2 separate regions of the Rattus norvegicus genome follow, and region 1 is linked to region 2. Evidence: chromatin contacts called from public Hi-C data. All regions are on one chromosome and are shown on one strand. Each heading gives the region's core, a stretch centred on a gene start, on an enhancer-like site or on the middle of the called end of the contact. The rest is flanking DNA. Distances are from core to core; before and after follow the strand shown. Region 1 has its middle 18 kb from the start of Zfp648. Region 2 has its middle 130 kb from the start of Glul.

Evidence for each region. Hi-C and Micro-C count contacts between places; a contact is called where the count stands out from the background.
Region 1: a Hi-C map of mammary epithelial cells shows a contact between it and region 2, with 6 times the contacts expected there. The contact joins two enhancer-like sites. A contact is called at or near these places in 9 of 12 Hi-C or Micro-C datasets (the A7r5 cell line, the Rat2 cell line, Schwann cells and 6 more).

Annotation. Positions count from the first base shown.
Region 1 is chr13:68,866,216-68,873,272 of GRCr8, forward strand. No RefSeq gene overlaps it. Among named protein-coding and RNA genes, the nearest start is that of Zfp648, 18 kb to the right of the region's middle. Within about 2 kb of position 5,171, at least 6 of the 93 cell types and tissues checked have an H3K27ac peak or open chromatin away from gene starts, as enhancers often do.
Region 2 is chr13:68,698,554-68,704,953 of GRCr8, forward strand. No RefSeq gene overlaps it. Among named protein-coding and RNA genes, the nearest start is that of Glul, 130 kb to the left of the region's middle. Within about 2 kb of position 4,083, at least 40 of the 93 cell types and tissues checked have an H3K27ac peak or open chromatin away from gene starts, as enhancers often do.

The DNA.
Region 1 (7,057 bases), core at 3,921-6,420, 170 kb after region 2:
CCCAGAGGTTTTACTTCTCTCTCAGCCTCATATGGGCAGTCCAGACCGTGTGTAGGTCTTCAACTCAGCTGCCTTCTGATTCCATGTTCTCAGTCGTGGACTAAGTAAGCACTGAGACATCAGTGCCTCCCAAGAGGGAAACCTGGAGGAACACCGGCACTGTGCCTGATACAGTAAGTCTGACTACTGCTGGATCCCCCTCCTACCCTGGCTCCATGCTGGGCCTAAGACCAGAGAAAGGTCACCATTTGGAGTTTCAGAAGAGGCAGCTTTTGTGTGGCACCAAAATACTGAATCAAGCATCAAAAGACCCACATCTCTGATAGGTTTGTGGTCTTGAGCAAGTTACTTTAGTGATCTGAACTTCATCCCTACACTTAGGAGAGAAAGTAAACAAACACATAAACAAACCACAACCACAACCACCACCACCACAACAACAAAACCCAAATAAAACAACCTTATAGTGTAGTCATGTGTCCCAACCTGGAAGGCCTCTTAATGCCCCCAGCATTTCAATGAGTTACTTGAGTGTGAACCTGACCCAGAATTCAGTTCTATATGAAAGAAACATAGAGGCACAGGCAGTGGCTCTGGTCTGGAGACGCTACATCACACTGATGCTCCAATCCACTACTCATACCTGCTCCCATTACAGTGTAGCTTTAAGCAAGGCCATGCGTATGACTATGAGACAGTCTCACCGGCCGTGCTGGCTCTCATCTTTCCTATGCTGAATACTCAGGTCAAGCCCAGTCTGCCTCAGAGGGACAGGCTGAGTTCATGGGAAATCATAGCTGCATGGCTGCTCCCTGCCCTTTGCCTTCTCCAGAGTCTATATTTAGATGCTCAAATTAGAACTGATGAGGTTTTTCCCTTTCCCTCCATCCTTCCTCCTCCCCACCCCCTTTTATAATTGAATGGATGTGTGTTTATTACACTGCCGAAGCTAAGGAATTCAATAAGAGACACTGGTCTGGCCTAACGAGATAGGGGCATGGCTGGTCTTTAATACCTACAAGGAGTTTTTCTTAGATCCTCATGTCATGTGAGGTATAGAGTTGAGCTATCCAATGAGCTATCACGGTTTTTGGGGTCGTCATCGGGACATGGCTGATGCTCCACAGGCCCCTCTTTATCTGTACCTCAAGAAATTCCATGTGTAGGAGAGAGCTCAGGGCTCAAATGAGGGCTGTATCGTTCTTGAGTTCTTTAGTATGCTTGTGACAGACATATGTAATGGGGGCAGGGGAGTGGGGAGGAGCAGTGAGGGCTGATGTATGTGTGTCGGCATACTGCGGATGAGCATCAGTATGTTTGCAACACCCATATCATCCAGCACTCATTTAAGCAGACACCCCGAAGTAGATCAAGTGTGTATTAGTTTTTTTGTTGTTGTTGCTGTTGCCGCCATAATGAAATAAACAAGGCTATCTATGACCAATGGTTTTGACGGTCTGAGGTCCTAGTGCTGTTCAGCTCTGGCGAGAGCTGCCTAGGCTGTGTGGAGTCCCATGAGGATGGAAATGCAAGAATGTATTCCAGAGCAAGAACGTACATCTTGGTAAAGGAAGCAAGGGAAAGCTGGAAGGGTCAGATTGCTCCTTCCCTAATAGACCTTTCTTGGGGATGCTTCAGGGAAATACTATACTCCCTTCTGGAGGCACATCTCTAATGACCTAAGTTGTTCCCACTAGGCCTCATCTCTCAGAGGTTCTAGCTCTCAGTTCTGCCATTTCAGGGACCAGGACCCTAACACACAAGAAGTCTCATCCCAACTGCAGCAAGGAGGAAATTGTGAGCCCCTGTGGGTGGCTGAGGAGATAAGTCAGCTGGGACCAGGACAAATGTAGGACCCATTTGCCACCAAGCGCAACATGAACTTTGAGAAAGCAGCATCTGCAGAGCCAGTGGCTTCCCTAAGGGAATTCATCTCACCAATTGCCTAGGAAGGTGGTGGTACAGTGAGGGAAAGGTGGTGTGTGTGTGTGTGTGTGTGTGTGCGCACACGCGCGTGCACCCACATTCCTATGTACATGTGTCTATAGCATAGCCATTGAGCATGAGTTGAATACAAGAGGCCAGCTCAAGGTAATGCTTGTCCTTGAGATTTTTTTCAAGTCATTTATTAACATTCCATTTCTTCAGTCCATCAGAGCATCTGACATATGCTGTCCCTGTGTGAAAAAATCTTGTAGGTTACAAGGACTAAGGGAACAACACTCGGACTCTAGAGGAGAAACTGGGTGGAGGGAAGGAAGAGAGCTCATCCCCAGGGTTTCTGTGACACTATGGACAGAGAAGGGGCTGAGCAGCCCATCACCCAAGGACAGCAAAGGCTCCTAGAAGCAGAAGCAGAGGAGGCGCACACTTTAGCTTGTGCTCACTGGCTGTCTGAAGCGGGCCGATCTCTGTGATAAACAGCTCAAAGCCAAGGCAGACCCACAGTTAGTACTGGAGAGGCATAAGCTATGGAAGAAGTGGACATCCAAATACACCTGCAGATGTCAACAGAGTGACTCACCCTACCTGCAACCAGGGGTACTCTAAGCAAAGAGTCTGTCATTCTCTTTACAGTCAGCAGCTAAGAGCTTGTGTTTGCAGAGTCTCTTCCACCTCAGCACACTGTGCAAGCACCCAGACAGCACTCTGAGGCAGCAGGCACTCTGTGCTCCCCACCCCCTGAGGATGCTGTTTGGAGTGTGAGCTTAGCTTTCTTTTCCTTTTTTGAAAATTTCTTTCAGCCAGAAGATGCTCACAGAATGCCCACCAAGGTGGCAAGCGCCACAAACCTCACTGGCGCTAGGGGATGTAAGATTCCAAGGCAGGCAGGACAGAACAATGGCATCAAAGGTGCGGCCTCAAAAGTTCAGCAGAGGTAGGAGAGGAGTGAGCCTGGGATGTGAGTGTGGGATGAGGCCAGAGGAAAGATCTGGAGCCTGTGGTGCAACACTTCCCTGGGAATTCACCTGGCACCACTCTGCCCTTCCTGTTCCTCTTCATGAAAAGCTTTTGGGAGATTCTGACATCAGAAATGGCAAATCAGGGCCCCCTCCACCCCTTGGCTTCCTGCTGCCACTCCCAGAGCTACTGCTATGGCTTCCTACTACTGTCCCAGGGACAGGCCCAACTTTGTTAGATTTCAGCTACTGTCATAACTATGCTTTGGGCTGGGACCTTCACCTGGGGTGACAAGCTGTTTGTTTTCACTGCAGTTGTCCTGGTTACCTGAGTGACTCATGGGAGGCAGTTTAAAGCCTAGAGGATGCTGACTGACTGATGGCCAGCATGGGCTCTGAGCAATGGCTGTCCCAACAGCCCAGATCACTCTTCCTCCGTGCTGGGAGGAAGGAGCCTTCTCCCACGTGGTTATGACTTCTCTGTCCTTCTGAGTTTAGCAACGTGGCCACAGAGAGGCACTGAAGGAGAAAGAAAAGCAGAGGAGGGAGAGACACATTTTTATGGTCAGGGCTTCATCAGACGGTTGAGAAAGAGCACATTTTCCTTGGAAAAAGCAAAGCACGCTCTGCCCTTGAATAGCCATTCTCCCCAGATGTCGGGGGCGAGACCAGACAACGAAAGGGCACAATGCTGGACAAGTCACAAGCTTGCAACAACATACCCCATCCACATAGCCCACACCTACTCTGAGGCTATGGCTGAGGTTGCTGTCTGGGGAATTCCTGGTTGGACTTTCCTTGTCTTTTGCAAACTGAGGAACATGTGTGGGCGGGCGTACAGTACTCGGGGTGCAGAAGAGGAAGGGAACAAGGTCCACTCTCCCATTGCCTCTGTTTTTGTCCAGTGTTACTCACTGTCTTCTCCAGATACCTTGGCTGTCACTGAACAAAGACCCCAAACTTTTGAAGGAAAAGGAACAGTTCGTTAAAGCCCACAGTCTGTCAATAACCCAAGAGAAGAGGGAAGGAAGTCCACTAAAGTGTAGCATCCTGGGATCTGGTACCAGGGGTGTTAGCACTCACTGTTTCCCTGGCTGATGTCAGGGTACCACTTTGCTGGGCGGCCATCAGGCATCATCTCTATAGCAACTTTATTTCAGGAGCACTGAGTTGGAGTTCTATGTCTGTCTTTGGTATGAAATGGACCTGGGACAGAAACCTAGATCCTACTACCCTTGTATGCTTTATCCAGAGGGTTCCACAACACTCCAGAAAGTGGTCTTGAGGGTCAACCTGGGGCATCAACAAGATTATGGATACTGACTGGCCCACCCCACCCATAGACCACTTTTATCCCATTATAGAATTCCAAGACCAATATTACTTCAGAAAGGATCGATCACACACTGGCAACCCTTCACTTCTTTGTGCAATCTGCTTCTCAAGGCTCAGATTGGTTCCCTCCACCATGACAAAGCTTCCCTGCTGACTCACCACCATCTTCTCTGTCCTTCACAGTAGTTAGCATTTATCTCCTTACTTACTGTGTCCCCTCCAGTCCCCTGTCATGTTCTCACAAACCACCAGAGGCAGAGGCAGGGGTTTAACACAGTATCTCTGTCTCTCAGAGTTGCTTCTAGTGCAGCCGAGAAGGGGTTTGTATGTAGAGAAGCTGTTTCTACACAGATTCAAGGAAAAGGCTCAGGAGATGGAGGACAGACTACCCCACTGACCTGGGAGTGAAGCCAACGTTCTGAAGAATGTAAGATTCGGATGGTGGGTGGTAAGGGTCTCAGTGAAGGAAAATACTTTCCGGCAGGGCAAACAAAAGTGTGGAGGCAGGAAATGGATGCTTGTGTAGAGAACCACCAAGAATGGGCTCCTCACAGAGGGCTCAATCTGGCCAGTTCTTCTAAGTCGATGTCATGGCACCTGTGCCTCTTTCCTCTGGGCTTTACTGCCAAAGGCCACGTGTGATCTGACTGGATGAGGACCAAGTGTTCTAAAGACCAGCGGCAGTCACCCTAGAACACGGTTTTCCATGCCGGGTAGCCTGCTCACCTTATACCCGAGTCAACCCTGGGATGTTTACCATGGGCCTTGGTTTCACAGGGGACTCTTGAAAGAATTGCCTGCCAGACAAGTGGCAGCTAAACAGGGAGTATCACCCCACAGCCTGGGTTTCTTCTTCATGCTTGATGGACACAGTCCACACGAATGGACACACTCAACTCTGGTTGCAAGGCAAGGTCTTTGGGTACCGATCTCACAGAGAAGTTTGGGTGCCTCCCTCGGGATCATCTGGGGACTGCCAGCAGGTCCCAAGACACGAGCTCACCCTAAGGTTTGTCTTCCCTCTTTTTCCTCCAGTTCAAGACCCCTAAGCTTGGAATAAGAGAGAATTGGAGGCGTAGATGGCTATGGGTACCTACTATGTGCGGGGCAGTGGGCATTCCAGATTTATCTGTGTCTCCAGTCATACTATCAGCCTGACCCTCAAATCACAGTCATTCCCAAGACACAAAATTCGTTGCCTTCCCTTCTGGCCTGGTGCAGGGAGTCCTTCGTCCATGGGTGAACGCTGCCACCTGCTGGTTACTCATAGATGGTCCCCTGTTCTCCCTATGCCTGTCAGAGAGGCTTGAAGCAGGGTGGGCAGGAACAGGGAAGCAGCTGGAAACAGTCTTGCCTTCCTGCCCCCACCCCTTGCTGCTATTTATTTATTTATTTATTTATTTATTTATTTATTTATTTATTTTTATTTATTGTGTTTTGAGAGCTACGTTGCCTCACAGTCCTGCGTTTCTCTTGGTGCCTTTCATTCAAGCATGTCTTCCCCGCAGCCACCAATCAGCAGGCAGCTCTTGTTGACCCATCACTTGTCTCTGTTTGGTTCAAGTCAGCATGTATTTACGGACCACCCGATAGGAGCGAAGCACAGAGAAATGGCGAGAATGTAGACTTGCACAGACGGGTTCAAAACTCAGAGAACTTAAGGAGTAAGAGCAAGTTCTACCTGGTGTCCTCTGAGCAGGAAGGACAAACTGGAATAAGATACACAAATAATGTGAAAGAAAAGTTCAGGCAAGAAAGACAAGCAAAATTGGATATGACCTTTTAAAAATAATAACAAAAAAAGATTTATTCAATGTATATGAGTATACTATTACTGTCTTCAGACACACCAGAAGAGGGCATTGGATCCCATTACAGATGGTTGTGAGCCACCATGTGGGTGCTGGGAATTGAATTCAGGACATCTGGAAGAGCAGTCGGTGCTCTTTAACCACTGAACCATCTCACCAGCTGATGGGTGTGACCCTTTTAATATGGAAAATAATTGCTTTGTTTTTTATCTTCTTGTTGCTCTCAAAAGATGGACTATAAACATTTCCTTTCAATTTCTGAGCAAGTTTAAGGATCAGGTAGGAGCAAAAGGAGCTTCTCAATTGTTGAACCTGAGTCTCCACGCCTACCAGGAACGGACAAGAAGGAAGCATGCATCCGTGGGAACTGCTTCATGGTTGGAGGAAGCTGGAGGCAGAAGATGTGACTTCCGGAGAGTCCTCCACACCAGCACAAGAAGAGGAACACTTCCCACAATGGGCCCTGCATACCTCAAGAGAAGTGTCAGACTCCAGAGGGAAATGGATTCCCTCACAATGAATGTCTAGCCTTGCATGGTTTTTAAGTTCCAAGGCTGGCAGAAGCTGGAGCCAACAGTCCCACAACTTACAAATCAAGAGAGCCCAGATGTGACCTGGCTCAGGGTCTTAGGAAGGACTCAAGAACCTTAGCATATCCCCAGAGTCAGAGAAATGCATGCTCAAATCAAGATATTGCAAGAGCTCAGTGTTCTTGCCAACCCAGGGTTTGCACCAGATTTGTGCAGGTCATGATGTGAGGAAGGTCAGAGCAGGACCTCTGTTCTGAGGAAAGTTACAAGAGTAACACAGACCTGAGTGAGTCACCCGCCTAGCCTCGGCTTAGTCTCTGGTGACAGGATGAAGAAGAAGATGTACAATCTCGAAGTCTATACGGACACATTTATGTGTATTGGAAGAGCTGAGGGAGGGACTCCTGAGTCGGTTGAAGCATCCAGAAAAGTCTTCACCACTGACTTTGAAAACAGAAGCAGAGAAGTAGGGAAGGTCACA
Region 2 (6,400 bases), core at 2,833-5,332:
AATGCCCTCCAACACCAAGGTGTTTCTCTACTCAATTATTTCTAGGACTCATCAAGAAACCCATACAAGTGTTCCATGTGGCCTCTGCCATGGGCTTCGTCTTTGGCTGCATCCCTAAGAAGTCACTTAAGGATCCTTCACAGCACCGCAGACAGTGACATTCCTGATGGTGCTGATGCCTGCCACCAATGTCACTGTCCCCAGTTATAGACCAATGAGATGTTAGTCTCCCCCAAATGCCTCAACACTTGTGTAGAAAAATGGAACTTCTTCCTAGTGTCATCTGCCCTTTGGCACCCGGCCTCCAATTGGCCGTGCAGTTGATATCCTCTAGCTTCTGGAATGGGCAGGGAGGGCTGTTCTACCCTTGGCTTGTAGCTCTCCTTTTCTGCTAGTCTGCCTCCTCCGACCTCCTGGGTATGGGAGGGCTCTGCCGGTGTCTGGTAAATGGAGCTCTGTTCTGCCCAAAGATCTATGCAGCCAACGAAATCCCTCCTCAGATCTCCCTTGCTCCACCTTTGGGTCACATTCACCCAGAGAAGTCTCAATTCCTGGAATGAGCCCTACAAAGGCTGAAGCGGGAGGACTTTGATATGCTATTTAAGTAGGGGTGGTGGGGGGGGGGAGAATCAGGAATTTTTTTGAAGCTATTCATCTTGAAGACTATTCATGGAAGCAGAGGAATTAAACACTGTATCCTTGACTATATACCATCCAAGAGTGAGGGCTGGGCTATTGTTTTCTTCATAATGACAGTATATCTCTGGGGGCTTGTGGAGTGGGCACAGGCGTCTGCTCAGCACAATCGCACAGTGCCTATCAGGTATCAGAAGGAAGCGAGAACAAAGACGTATTGTCAGGACGCCTGACGCCTGAGGGCCGACCCGAACTCAACAGAACTCAGAAAGCTATTTTGGAAAACAGTTCCTATACAACAGCCTGTGGCTATTCAACCTGATTCTCAGTCAGCCTGAACTGGAAGAGGAAAACTACTGATCACTCAGGCGAGGGGCCTTTGGGTGGTTTTGTGGTTTGTTCCACCGAGAAGACAAGAACAAACGGAAAAGTAAGAGTAGCGGCTGAGCCACAATTCAAGGACCCCGTAGTTTTGCTTTTTTTGTTGTTGTTGTTTTTTTTTGTTTGTTTTTGTTTTTTTTTTTTCTTTCTCCAATTGCAGATGCCATCAAAGTGAAAGGCTGATTCTAGTTAAGCACAGAAGTTGGTATGAAAGAGTTCCTGCCTGGTTACCTGTTTACTTGATTAACTGGAGGCTCAATAAAGGTTGGAATTCTCAAGAGGGTGAGCCTAGGATCTTCATTAGACGTGATTGGCCATGGAACCTATGAGTTGGTTATCAGTAACTCCTGCTCCTTCTGATAACTGCCTAGAAAGCTCTGGAGTAGATCGGACTTATTAGTAGAGATCACAGAGGGTATAATGACTGAGCGAAAGTTTGAATCAGGATCCTGTGGTGGGATTTTTCCTGTTGCTAGTAAATCAGTTCATTCCTTTAAGCACGAAGGGGAAAGACACGTGGGAGGAGCCCTACAAAGAAGAGCGAAGACGGAGCTCTGTGTGGAAAGATAGACCTGCTCCTCTTGGGTGGGTCGCCTCCTGTGGACGGCAGTGCCCTCTGGGAGTCCGTTCACTTACCTATCCATTCACTCCACGCACATTTCTGGTGCCCTGTGATATGCCACGGAATCAGATAAAGAAGCGCACTGCTTCTGTGAGCTTTCGGCCTTGTGGAGGAAGCAGACTGGCAGGACACGGATGCTTATGTAATGGTACTTGTAAGTTCGAGGGAGGAGAAGCACAAGGTGCTATGAAAACAAATAGCGAGAGTGGTCAGGGGTTAGAAAAATTTCCACGGAGGAAAGCTGAGCCCCCTGAGGGATTAGCCAGATGCTGGGGCTGGGAGCTGAGGGACACCTAAGCAGGGAGCAGTGGCACAAGTGAAGGGAGGGGCAGCCAAGGAAATCTCAGGGAAGTAAGCTCCGAGCGAGTGCGCAAAGGTAAATGCAGAGGAAACAAAACAGAATCAAACCAGCAGCAGGGTGAAAATCCTGATGCCGAAAGCGACCTGCTGAGGCCAAGAGTGTGTGCCGGCCCTTTCTACATCCCATAATGTCTTTGGCTCCAGCCACACTGAAAAGTCAGAGGCTTTTAGTGGAAGCAGGAACCAGAGTCCTCTGCCCACATTCTTAGACTATCAGCCTGCTGTAGAAAAATGCCCTAACCCTCCCCCACCCCCTCTTTGTGTCTGTGTGTGTGTGTGTGTGTGTGTGTGTGTGTGTGTGTGTGTGACTCACGTCTTTCCACCTGAGCTTTCCAAGCCCTGAGAGTACAGGTGTATTCCACCAGGTTCATTCAGTGAGTTCTTCATAATATTAACGCAATCGTCCAATGAGAGAGTCGTAGAGATACAACTAGAATGGTTAAGTACCGGTGATGGATCAGGCAATGCCAAGACACGTTACCTTTCCTATCTTATTTAATATTCCAGTGCACCTGCAAGTGCATTATCTTCTAGAGAACTGAGCCCCTGGGAAGGAGAGGAATCTGCCCCTGAAAAGGAAGGTGGAGACAAGTCTAGCTGCCTTCCATACCATGGGGATTCCTTATTCCCCACATTGTTGGCAGAATGCACATTTCATCAGATCCAGACTCTTACTTTCTGGAGAAGACAGTGACTCACAGAAATTCAGGGCCCCTTATGCACGAGGAGCTGGCACGGAAGGTAGGACTGGTTCAACGTTGCTATTCTACAAATATCTCTACTTGTTGCTGTTTAAAAATAAATAAAATCAGTAACACACAATTTGTAAATCATGCGAGTGCCCAAAGGATACATGAATTTATACACATTCCACAATATTTTCCTTGAGTTCCACCCCCCCTCCTTTTTTTAATGAAACATTCAGAGTTGAAATACCTAGTGAAAAGCTGGCTGTGGTGGTGGTGCATGCCTTTAATCCCAGCACTGGGGAGGCAGAGGTAGGTGGACCTCTGAGTTCTAGGCTAGCCTGGTCTAAAGGGCTAGGTCCAAAACCGCCAGGGCTACACAGAGAAACTCTGTTTTGAAAAGCAAACAAATGAACAAAGTTTTAAAAAAAAAAGAAGAAAGAAAAAGGAAAGAAATACGTAGCGAGAATTTTCTATTATAACACAATAAAATAAACTCTTTAAATGACACATTTTCTTTTTCTTTTTTTCTTTTCTCTGGAGCTGGGGACCGAACCCAGGACCTTGCGCTTGCTAGGCAAGCGCTCTACCACTGAGCTAAATCCCCAACCCCCAATGACACATTTTCTAAAGAAGCAATCACACTCTAATGTGTTTTTAAATTTGGAGTTTTGGTTTTTTGAGAGCTTTCAAGGGAATGCACACTTGTATAGAGCATTTTTTCTTTTATTAGATTTTTAAATTTACATTTTAAATGTTACCCCTTTCCCAGTTTCCCCTCCAGAAATCCGCTATCCCATCCCAGTGTAGAGCATTTTTTTATGCCTTTTATATATCCTGCTGTATTCTTAGAATCAAACATAAAATGCAGTTACTTAATTCTCTAGTAAAATGTCATCTTCAGAATAATATCCATATTTTGAACTGGTGGAAAAATACTGTGTAACAGGAAGATCAAAATAGTGCCTGTTGCTCCACCAAAGGGTGACTTTGACATTTGCTGTTACACATTGCTTCAAATTAGGTTTGACTGTTAAGTATGTGACTTCCATCTTCTGGCCTCAGATTTGGCATCTGGGAGAATGGGAAACTGTACCCCACGTCCCCTGGGGTCACTTTGAAGTTCAGAGAGACAGGAGACCTTAGAGGTGTATTCCCAAGGAACCCACCCCTTCCTTAACAGACTCCAGCTGTCATCTCACCTTCTTGGCTCCCTTAACTTTAGTCTGCAATCCTTCCCTACCGGATCTTGAAATACTAAAGGGAACAGTGAAGATTTTCAATTCCTGGACTGGAGCGCCCCCTAGGCACACAGAGCTAAACTGTGACGTGCTTCGACTGACTCAGGATTCTGGGAAGTTGATGTCTAGGGTCACCACCAGATCCTTGAACTTCCCGGTTTGTATTGTGAGGCAAGCACCCTGGGACTTTCCTGACTGGGCAGGGAGGGTGCAGGGAAGGAGACAGAGAGGGAGGAAGTGGCAAACGCTGTCCAAGCAGGCTCTGAAAAGGCTATGCAGGGTTGCTCCTTCAACACATGTGAGGCTAGAGTGGGGGCGGGGTGGAAGATATACTAGAGACTCAGGAAATGCTATCCAGCAGGAAAATATTCAGCAGCCGTGGTGAGTGCACGGGGACTGAAGAATCATCACTTAAAAAAAATAAATCACCTTTAGAGCAGGACTCACCATTAGTGTGGTACTCACCTTTCAACCCAGGGTTCAAGAGGCTAGAGACTGGAGAATCTCTGAGTTCGAGGCCACCCTGGTCTATAAAGCAAGGGCCAGGACAGCCATAACGACACAAAGAAACCCTGTCTTGAAACAAAACAAAACAACAAAACCTGTTAGAACAGAATAACCCATTACATGTCAATTGTTTCTGTTACTACTCTCTTGTTACAATGAATCTTATATGTTCATTTTAAACAATGATTCTTCCTGCTTATGACATTTTTGCTGCATTTTTATTTTCTCTCCTCTTTTTTTTTTTAATACTAATCACCTATATTCAGAGTTAACATAACCAAAGCTTTGGGTCATAATGGCGTGTTCCATTTTGTCTCTGTATGTGTACATTGTGGTGATCTAGTGTGTGTGCAGTATGTGTGTGCCTCTGTGGTATATGTATGTGATACATACAGCATGTATGCATTATACATTTCTCTCTATGAGTATTATATTATATTATATTATATGAGTATTATTGAGTGCTATATGTTTGCGTGTGGTATCTTAACTGTATATTTGTGTGGAGGGTGTGTTACTGTATGTGTAGCGTGTATATTTGTGGTATATATTTCTGTTTCTGCAAGGGTTAATATGGTTTGTATATGTGTGTTCAAGTATGTGTGTGGGAGGGGTGGGTGTGAATTTGTGGGTGAACAACTGTGTGTGTGTGTGCCAACTATGTTCATGTTTACTGACTCTAGCTTCTCAGGTCCAAATTCAGGCCTCAGTAACCATTCTGGAAAGTGAGATTTCTTAGGAGCTCCTGAGACTGTGGCTAGCATCTAAGAGTTGGGCAAAGCACTTTGCATGGTAGGTGTTTGAGAACCTGCACGGTCACTGTGTATGCTGGGGGCAGTGACATTCCTCCACTTCTGCAGAGGCCAGCGTCTGCTGCTATCAGCAGTCAGCACCCTCAGGAGCCTTTATCACAGGCCACAGAGCGTTTGACTTCACACACTATGTGTTTTTTCTCTAAGACATATTTTCATTCCCTCCTAAGACAAAAGATCTCTTGGGTGAATCGGTCAGTCCTTTTTCCTTGTTAGGACAGTTGATATCAACTCTGTCAGCCTTTTGGTCGGAGCAGGAAGGGATGGCACGTATCCAGATCTGCAAGGTGGCCTTTCCCCTAGTTTCTAGCCACAGTTCCGACTTGTGTACACACAGCTCCACAGTGAACATGCCCTGCTGTGTGGCTCAGTCAGCCTCCTACCTCCTGACCTGGGTCTTACACAGAAGGCGAGACAGTCATGACGCCAAAGCATTCAAGGTTTAGTTCTCTGTTTAACCCCTTAAGTGGATTCCTCCAATAACCACCAAGAGGTATGGCTATATGCTAGGTTAGATGCAGGGAAGGGGAGGGGACTGATGGCTGAGAGCTTGGCTCAGGATAAGATAGAACCCGTGCTCATCCAGAATCACTCCTTACTCTGTGACTAGGATATCAGGATCTTTGGGGTCTGTTTCCTCATTTGACCCTGACTTATTGAGTGTTGGGCAGTGAACCTGGTACAGGGTTCATAGTGTGTGGACCACAACCTTTAATTCAGTGTATGTGTTGGCTTCCTAGATCTAGCCTCAGTCTGAGGGAGAACAGGTTGGGAGCGGTGTTCTTCCCAGACACCTCTGTAGTCCAGGTTCTAGAAATAAATAATCTTTTATATACAATTTAAGATGTTCAAAGCTAGGGTTGGGGTGTGTGTATGCATGTGTGTTTGAGGAGGAGTATCCATTTTTCAGAGAGCAAAACCAGAGGAAGATGTCGCTTTCCTGCCTTTATTCCCCTGAGACAAGGTCTCTCTCACTGAACCTAGAGCTAGGCAACAGCCAGCAAGCCCCGGGACCTTTCTGCCTCTGTCCCAGCACTGGGGTTGTGGGTGCTTGTGCAACCACAGCTGGCTCGTTACCTGAATCCTTATGCTTGTGACACAAGTGTCCTTACCTGTGAGACATTTCTCCACACCCACCACTCATATCTCAGATCT